Linked DNA regions of Mus musculus: region 1 is linked to region 2. A link is a contact called in public HiChIP or PLAC-seq data. All regions are on one chromosome and are shown on one strand. The core of a region is the stretch at or near the end of the contact, and the rest is flanking DNA. Distances in the headings are between cores, read along the strand shown. Region 1 overlaps Gm30365 (a long non-coding RNA gene). Region 2 holds the start of 4930444M15Rik (RIKEN cDNA 4930444M15 gene).

Evidence for each region. HiChIP or PLAC-seq counts read pairs in DNA pulled down with a chosen protein or histone mark.
Region 1: a FOXA1 HiChIP or PLAC-seq map of pancreatic cancer cells shows a contact between it and region 2. The contact joins the enhancer-like site here to the promoter of 4930444M15Rik in region 2. A contact is called at or near these places in 2 of 39 promoter capture datasets (the SN4741 cell line and neural stem cells), 2 of 15 datasets of contacts at CTCF or cohesin (the NIH/3T3 cell line and large pre-B cells), 4 of 484 Hi-C or Micro-C datasets (bone marrow-derived macrophages, forebrain, granulosa cells and 1 more) and 8 of 115 datasets of contacts at active chromatin or transcription factors (the NIH/3T3 cell line, embryonic basal ganglia, embryonic stem cells and 4 more).

The regions. Positions count from the first base shown.
Region 1 is chr14:76,832,433-76,836,950 of GRCm38.p6, reverse strand. Gm30365 (a long non-coding RNA gene) reads left to right here. Exons shown (of 3, transcript XR_383623.4): 1 at 1-18; 2 at 2,127-2,321; 3 at 2,774-4,518. Among named protein-coding and RNA genes, the nearest start is that of Gm30365, 3.1 kb to the left of the region's middle. Within about 2 kb of position 2,055, at least 27 of the 459 cell types and tissues checked have an H3K27ac peak or open chromatin away from gene starts, as enhancers often do. A contact at or near this core is called in the NIH/3T3 cell line, the SN4741 cell line and pancreatic cancer cells, where this site is marked.
Region 2 is chr14:76,517,645-76,522,153 of GRCm38.p6, reverse strand. 4930444M15Rik (RIKEN cDNA 4930444M15 gene) reads left to right here and starts at 1,299. Exons shown (of 4, transcript NR_045660.1): 1 at 1,299-1,592; 2 at 1,989-2,300.

The DNA.
Region 1 (4,518 bases), core at 806-3,305, 310 kb before region 2:
CAGCCAGTACCGGAGCAGGTATGGAAATGATGTAAGAGCTTAAGGAGACAGGCCCTAGGTGCCCATATTGCTGCAGTATCTTAGATACGATCGTTCCCGGAGCACAAGTATGTTTGCTCTGTAGAATAGGAAGACTGACGAGCTAGAGATGAGGAGTGCTCCCTTGTGATGGAGATGGAGGAAATGGCTTCTAGTTGCAACACTGCAGGTTACAGTGATATTTGCCTCTGTAGTCCAGACAGTCTAGGTCTTAATGCAAGATTTGACTTCTAAGTTTGTTATACTGTGCTGGTGCAAGAGTTGTATGCATATAGCAAAAAAAAAAACATACTCTGGATTTTGCGTTTCAATCTTTACCTGGGCTAGCAGTGATCAATAGAATATTGATATTCTCTTGTGCTACTTGGCAGAGGCAGAAAGCTGTAGTTCGCAGCCAGGCATTTGATGGGGAGGGCAAACTGCTGATCCTGGGCTTAGGTTCTGTGCCAAGCTACAGAGCTTGGCCAGGTATAATAGATGAATTTCAACTTAGAGTGTTTCCAATTAAAACATGTGAATTAAGCCAGGTGGCACATCCTTTTAATCCCTGTACTCAGGAGCAGAGACAGGCACATCTCTGTGAGTTAGAGGCCAGCCTGGCTTACAAAGTGAGTCCAGGATAGCCAGGCCTTATTATTACCCAGAGGAACCCTGCCTCAAAAAAAAAAGGGGGGGGCAAGGATTGGCCCAATCACAAATCAGGGGACATGCACATGTGCAACTGGGCTTGGTCTAGATGTTCCTAGACCATAGGCTAATAGGTGGTTCTTACTAAGAGCTGTGATTCGACATCTCCGAGGCATATTCTCTTCCTATGAAAAGCTTCTAGAAGAAAATCCTTCTTTGATGATCTCAAAGCAGCATCCTCATCTTAACCCTTAAGGATGCTGTCCTCATGTGATCAGAAGCCCCTGCTATTACTTGAGCTTTTTAATGATTTATTTTGTTGTTGTTGTTTTAATTATATGTATTTGTGAATTGAGGAGGTATATGTGCACTTGAATGCACATTTCCATGGAGGACAAAAGAGGCTTTTAAGACTCCAGGAGCTGGAGTTACATTTGGTCATCATCTGCCAGATCTTAGTCCTTAGAATCAAACTCAGGTCTGCTTCAAAAACACTACACACTCTTTACTACTTAGCCTCTACAGCTCCAACATGATTTTGGTTTTGTTTGTTTCGTTTTGTTTTCAGGAGCCCATCAAGTAACCCTGACTGGCCTTGAACTCACAGAGATCTTACTGCCTCTGCTTTCCAAGTGCTGTGGTAAAGGGGTTGTCCCATCAAGACCAGCCTTTACTTGAACACCTATTACCAGGCCTTATTACCCAGAGGGTTTTCTTCTCAATTACTGATTGATTCTGAATTTTAGTTTTTTTAAACATGAAAGGGCTAAGTCCAATGTTTTCTGATCCTTGCTTCTGAGAGTTGGATAGAGAGAGTGTGTTGATGTCAAGGACATACGAGGGACACTAGATGTGTTCAGGAAACTTGGTTCTTACAATGCCGAAGTTGGTCATCTAATTAATAAAAGTGACAGCATCTGGAATGTGTCATTGCCTGTTCTATATTTTGTTAAAATTATTCATCTGTGCTATCTTGCTAGCCATGAAAATGACAGTGAAATATGGCTGTCCATTAACCGAAAGCAAAATGTAAGGCAGTAATGATGCTTGAAGCTTCCTGCAGGGCTGGAGATTTTAGATGTCATTAATAATAAATTATCAGCAATGCTTTGGGCAGCTCATAGGTTTCTAAAATTTTCCATTATAAAATGATAATCCACTAAGTCATGTGTCACAGCCTTTAGCAATCTGCTTACATCCATTTTGTATGAAGAACACTGTTCCTAACATTGAACTCATTTTACAGATGGGAAAGTAAAGGTTATTGCACTGGGTGATTATGTCGAATGTATCTGGGCATTGAAATCGAGGTCCCTGATTCAGTGCAGCTTCACATCAAAGCCTCTGACGTATGTGTCAGTATGAGAACATGTAGAAGTGATTGGCTCATGAGTTGGGGTCAGAATGGAGGTAAGGTTCTATTAGTCATGAACTCTAGCTCACTTTATTTCTTCAATCAGAGTCTAGAAAAAGCAACAACATAATGAGTTGTTAAAAGGAAGTCTTGGGCCACATGTCTCAATCGGCTATTTGGGGCCATGTGGAAGAAGAAGAAGAAGGAATTTTCTCAGAGCAAATAAAACAAATCAAAGCCTGTAACAATGATCAAGTCTAAAACTCCAAAACTCCTGTGAACTCAAGGGCTTCACGCTCAGGTATGAGCATGGACCAGGGGAGAAAGGGAGGGAGAAAGGGAGGGAGGGGGACAGAGACAGAGAGACTTTCCTTCACAGGTCTCCATTGTTAAAATACAGACTCCCTCACCCCCATTGTCTTCTCCTCCAATGAAAACCCATAGAAATGAATCTGAAATACAAGCTGTGTGATTGATGTTCACACGTCCCTCCCTCCCTCCCTCCCTCCGGGTTTTGTTTCCTTAGAGATAATGGGAGGGGGTTAGCATAGACCAGGCTTGGCCTTCCAGAGGACTGTGACTAACTGTGAGCTGGTTTAAGAGCCTCCCCACTTCAAACTGTGGCGGGTGTTTACACTGAGTGGTCCTGGTATTGAGCAAAGTCATGAGTCACTGAGGCACTCAGTTCAGACTAATGTATACCTTTGATGTCTTACAAGTCTAATGCAACATCCTTCAAACTATTCCAAACAGGACAGAGGCCCGCACAGATAGCAAGTTCCTAACATGATCGCATCCACGGGAGGAAGGAGCTTGGGAAAACATCATAAGTTGTCTCCTATACCCTTTGAGAAGACTTGCTCCATACAGGTTCAACACCAGCAGAAAGCACAGGAAAGCCTGGAGCCCACAAGTTCAAAGGACCACCCCCAACCCTACATATATACGCTCAAGGATCCAGAAACCAACTGAACTGAGAATGCGTGCTCCTCCTCAGCTGTGCTTTCTCCTGCTCAGCCTCACTCCCGCTGCCCTCCCTCTCCCCGCTCTCACTCTGGCCCACCACTTTTCACTCCTGCTGCCCCTCACTCTCACTTGCCATTTTAAACCTTGTGCCTTTTTTTATTTCACTACACTTTTAGTAGTATTTTCACCTTATTCTATTTTTTAAGTCTTCCATGTTTTTTCTTTCCTTGTACTTTCATCTAATTTTGGAGATGAAGTTTTCAGTTACTGGGTAATCTTTATTTATCTTTGTCCGTTTTCTTGTCCCTTTTGTTTCCTCTTTTTTTCTTTCTTTTCTTTTCTTTTTTGGTCTATTATACTCTGAGAAATGTTGGTACTTTAAAAGAGATTTATTTAATTTACGAATATGTGTAATTCTCTCTCTCTCTCTCTCTCTCTCTCTCTCTCTCTCTCTCTCTCTCTCTCTCTCTCGTGTACTCACGTGCATGTGCATGTGTGTGCAGGTGCCTGTGGAGTCCTGAAGTCTCCAGGGTTGAGGTTATAAAGCAGTTAGGAGGCCACCACAGGTGTGCCAAGCCTCTACCGTACTCATTCTTAACAGCTGAGCCATCTCTCCAGCCCCAAGATGCTTTTACATTTTATTGTACTGCTTTTAATCTATTTTTAAAAACAGCTTATATTTTCACATTTTGTTGCTCACTTTACATTTACCTAATTTTGTTTCTAAACTCTCTCATTATTGAAAAATCATTTCCCTTCCCTGCGTTCTCTTACTGGCTTCCCTTCCTCCCTGACACTCTTCTCCATCATTCTCTTATGTGCTTCACTCATTTACTCTTTCCTTCTCCTCCACTTTTCCCTTCCCCCTTTATTCCTTTGCCTTACTCAGTTGCCATTTTTGCATTTACTCTGAATAGATTTTGGCTTCACAGCACATTCTATGATGGCAGCTGTTGGTGTATTTGTTTTATTATTTTATTGGGTTTTATACTCTACCTCCCTTCCAACCTTTAGTCTACCCTAATCCCTTCCAATCCCCCAAGACTAGGTAGGAGAGAAAGAAGGTTAAAGGGGAAAGGGAAAGTAGATCTCTTTAGACTACCTCCTGCTGATTAGGGTTGTGGGGTTCCTTGGGCCTGGTCCAGTTTTCATAGTCAACTTTCTTTTGTCAAACTGCAACAACAGCAACCAGGAGCAGCAGCTGCTGCCTCCTCCTCCTTCCCCTCCTCTTCCTCTTCCTCCTCCTCTTCTTCCTTTTACTCCTCCTCCTTCTTCAGAGCACTTCCTGCCCCTCTCAGGACTCTGGCATTTATTCTCCTTCCAGAGTCCCCTGCATTAAACTATCTGCAGCTGGCAAAAATCATGCCCTTCCCAGAGCACGAGACAACCACAGTTAGTGGCTGTGGACAAACTGAAGCAGCCCCATATCCCATACCTGGGATTAAAACAGAAACATAGTTACATAATATGACTGTTGGCTTTGTGTGTGTGTGTGTGTGTGTGTGTGTGTGTGTGTGTGTGTGTGTGTGTGT
Region 2 (4,509 bases), core at 50-2,549:
CTCCTTCTGAGTGAGTTTGAATGTCTGTCCTAGCTCCCCATGTAGAGGAAAGTGTGGGTGTAGTAAGATGGAAATGAGAAAGGACTTGGCGGGGTGTGTGTCCTGCCGAGAGCCTAAGATACTTGCGGGAGGACAAATGTCACTAAGCTAGGCCATAACCATGGGCCTAGGTCAGATCATGAAAATCTTGAGCCAGGAGGTAACCATACAGATGTGTGTTAAGAATCACACCTGGGGGTGATACACATAAGATCTTCAGAAAGTTTGGCCCGAGAGTTCTGTGAACAAGGTTGGAAGGGTACAAGTCCCGGATGGAATAGAAGCTTGTGGGAGACACATGGGTATCAGAACTCAGCAAAGTGAATGAAGAAAGCGTGTAGAAGGAGCAACGGTTGGCTTGGGAGTGAATGTTTGGGACATGCAGAGGGTCTCATACTCCTTAGTCCCCCTGAAAGCATATACTCAGCTCCCCCACTTCTCTAGGAAGATAAAGAGGTACGCAATGGAACTCCATCTGAGCCAGCCCAAAGAAAGGCACCATGATACATTTTCGTGAACATAGCTGGGAGGCTCTAAGAATTTCCTAACCAAGCATTTTCCAATCCTGACTCATGTGCAGTTTAATTATCCCGCACCTTCCTGGAGATTAGTTCCAGGAACCCCTGCTCTAGTAGATAGCAGAGTCCATAGCTGCTTAAGTCTCTTACATAAAATGGCTTAGTGTTTTCTTATGATTCATTACATCTTCTCACATGTGCTAAAGGGTCTCTAGACCCTATCAAGCTTCACACAGTGCAAATACTATTCTGTTGTTGTACTTCATGGTTTATGGGATCATGACCCCCCCAAAAAATTATACATGTTCACCGTGGCTGCAATGCTTTGTCCAAATACATTCTGTTGTATTGGTTGATTGGGTCTGTGGGTAAGAACGCCATAGTTATGGAGTGGGGAGTTAAATGCACAGTTTTCTGTACTATAAATCTCTTTTCATGTAGGCTTGGGATTAGCCTTTAACAGACTTGGAGATGTAGCCACAAGGGAATAACTCTTTTTAGATGACCTCCAATTCAGAGTTTCATCATGAAGCATACCATGACTTCCTAAATCCCAGGTAATCCTGTGAATTCAAGGAGGTAGTTGTTGAAGATTCTGGAACAGATGATGGGAGGAGTTAAGAAGAAAACATGGTCCCACTGTTTCAAAGTACATTCCAAACTGGGAGTGGGGGAAGAGAGACTGGCGGTCACAATCACTGCCTGTGGAATGTTTGTGAGGGTTACCATGGCTTCCCGACATTCTGAAAGTGCTTAGCCTGAGAGGCCCCACATAATCTTCACAGTTCAGCGGTCTCTGAATTGTCACCATGTAACCTTCTTGCCTGTTATCTGTTTACTCTGGGGATGACTCATGACTAGTCACTAGCCCAGTAACTTTGTAACCTTTCCCCCGGAGAATGTGTCTGGATGTCACAGATCTGTGCCACCTTCAGCTTTCTCTTTTCAGGGCTCAACTTGCTTCCAACAATATCACTAGTTTTTATGAGTGTTATGTGAAGCCGCAATTAGACAACATCTCCTCATCTGCCCTAGGTAAATTGTCAGTAATTGACCTAGAGCTCACTGTTTTTCTCATCAGTGAATTCCCACCTTGTCTTCTACCTCGCCAGAGGTTTTCCCCAGGGAGCCCTGCCTTAGTAGCCGCCATTTTGGTTTCTCTTGGGTCACCATTTACTCAATCCAACACCTAGCTGCTACTGGGTGCTGTGTCCTCTATGAAGATGCATTGTGGGGGGGGGGGGTTCCAAGGGATGTGGCAACCTCCACTGAGAGAGAGAACCTTTCTGGTAATCAGCTGTGTGACTTTGAAGAGCCACCAGCTCCCTCTGAGCCTGCGCTAAGCTCTCTGTAATGTTGACTAGGGGGGGGGGGCAACAGATCTCCAGACAGCAAGCTCTCAGATCTAGTCCTCACACCCTGCCTCTTCAGCATGCAGGATGGGGTTCTGTCTTCTGCGTGGAGCATGATGGGTGAGAGGAAGCAGAGGCTGGAGAGATGGAGGACCCACAGTTTGAAAGGAGATGAACCCCACAGGACGCTTCCACAGAGTGATGCTGGCCAGCCCACCTTGGACCACAGGAAGCTCCCTAAGAAAAAGGTTGGGTGAATTGAGCAGAGAAACAGTTGTCTCAGCAGGGAAGAGCTCTCCTTCAGTTCTCCATGATCCAGAGAATGAGGATCTGTATGAGGGGCTTTGAGAGAGAAAGAGCCCGTGAGGATGAAGGCATCTGCTATAGTTAAGTAAGCCACTGACAAATTTTAAGCCAGAAAGGATGGCCTCAAGTGGGTTTTATTTTCTTCTTTCACTGGCCATTTGGAAGCCACTGGCCTAGCAGCCATTGTGGAACTGGGTATGTACGTAGGAGACTCATGTTCCCTTCTGTTCTCATTTTATCCCCTTCCCCAATGACCCGTGCTGTGCTCTGAATATCTCTTTATGCCCCAGTATATGTATTTGTGTATGTATAGTGTGTGTGTGTTATATAGCATAATAGATGCTACTTTAGCATATTTACTCTCATAGACCCTGAGATACACATTCAGAACCCTGTTTTGTGGAAGAAACCAAGGTTAACAGAAATCTACTAACTTGTCTTTTTAAAAAAGACATCTCATTCATTATGAGAAGTTGTTCAACTCCTCTCTTCCCCAACCTATTGTAAACATGAGGGTACCCACTAGCGCAGGTGTCCGTTGTAGTCACGGAGCTTGGGACCACCCATGAACTCTCAGAACCAGTTAGGAACAGAACCCAGGCCCCCAACTCCTGGACAGAGCACCTTTGTTCTGCCCTACCTCCAGCCCTGACTGTGTAGGCTCTGGGCCTGCTGCGGATGGAACCTTCTCTGCTGGCGTACAGACATCCCTTACAACCAGAGCCCTCATTGCTCTCTCAAGTCCAACCAAGTACTTGGAAACAGGCTTTCGTGCTAGATTTCCATCTAGCCAGAGAGTCAACATTACAGAGAGCTTAGTGCAGGCTCAGAGGGAGCTGGTGGCTCTTCAAAGTCACACAGCTGATTACCAGAAAGCTCCTCTCTCAGTGGAGGTTGCCACATCCCTTGGAAACCTACCCTGTGGTGCTTAGAGTGTGGCTCCGTTCATCTAAAAGTGCAGAGAGTACATTTCATTTGGCCTGCTTCTAAAACTAAGCTATTGACTGTATTTCAATAGAAGAGGTGAGAATTTATTTTTAAAAGATTTTGAACTACAGTCTTTAGTCATCAGTTGGCTCAGTAATAAACTGAGAGAACACTATTTTATTAATTTAAAGTTGTTGTTGTTGTTTAGAGACAGGGTCTCATGCAGCCCAGCCTGGCCTCAAACTTGCTGTGTAGCTGAGAGTGGCCTGAAACTTCTCATCTTCCTACTTCCACTTCCTTCCCAAAAGCTAGATTATAGTTGTGTTTTATGTGATGCTGGAGATCAAACCCTGGGCACCGAGTATGCTAGGCAAACACTCCACCAACTGGCTATACCCCAAGCCCCAGGAGAGAGAGAACACCCTTTCTTGCTCACGGTCCCAGCTGTCCCAGGCTTCTCCCTTCTCAGGCTGCCTATCCTGGGCCACTCCAGCCATCACAACCTTCAGCCGTGAAGAGTTCCAGGCAGCAGCTAACCGTCCTTGAGCTTCCTCATGCACCATCCGGTGTGACCTTCACCACAAGCATAAGCCATCTACCTTTTACAGTGGGAGAAACAGACGTGATGAAAGAAAACCAATTTCCCAGAGTTGTAGGAACTTGCACAAGAATGGCCCCTCTGCCTGCCTCTAGGTCTACAGTGGGTCCCTTTCACCATGACAACAGAATCCTTGAAGTTTGACCCTGACTCAGAATTGGTCTGACCTCCCTCCTGAGCTTCAAACCCCAATTCCAGTGTCCACTGGGCTCCCCCAGGGCTTTCCCAGAACCATCTCAATCCCAAGCCTCATCCTCCCCCTCCATGCTCAGCTTGCCTGGTAGAACACAGTCATCCTTGGCTCCCTTCTTTACCATCACATCCTACCTAGGCCCATTACCCCTCAAATCTCAGGGCTGCTCCTTCCTTCCAGACAGGCCACAACCTCACATAGCTAATCTCCCAGTTTTCTGTACTACACTGTCAGTCAGGTATAGCTTCCTACTGAAACCCTTGTCTTCACTCCACCTGGCCCACCTTATCAACACAGGACTTCTAAAGGTGAGTCTGAGCAAATGCTGTCTGTCTGTCTGTCTGTCTGTCCGTCTGTCAGCTCTTTTGGTGGCCCTCAGAGCCTGTTGCCTGCCCTGCTACTGGATTCCTGCGGTGATCAGTTTTGACCGCAGGACCCTGTTCCCAAACCCAGCAGTGCTATTTTACAGGGCTCTGCTCTTACACTCTTCCTTCTGCACAGACCTCTGCCCTCTCCCCAGCCCCTCAGTTTAGCTGCTGTGGCCTTCTTGGCTCCAGCTCTCCTCACTGCATTCCA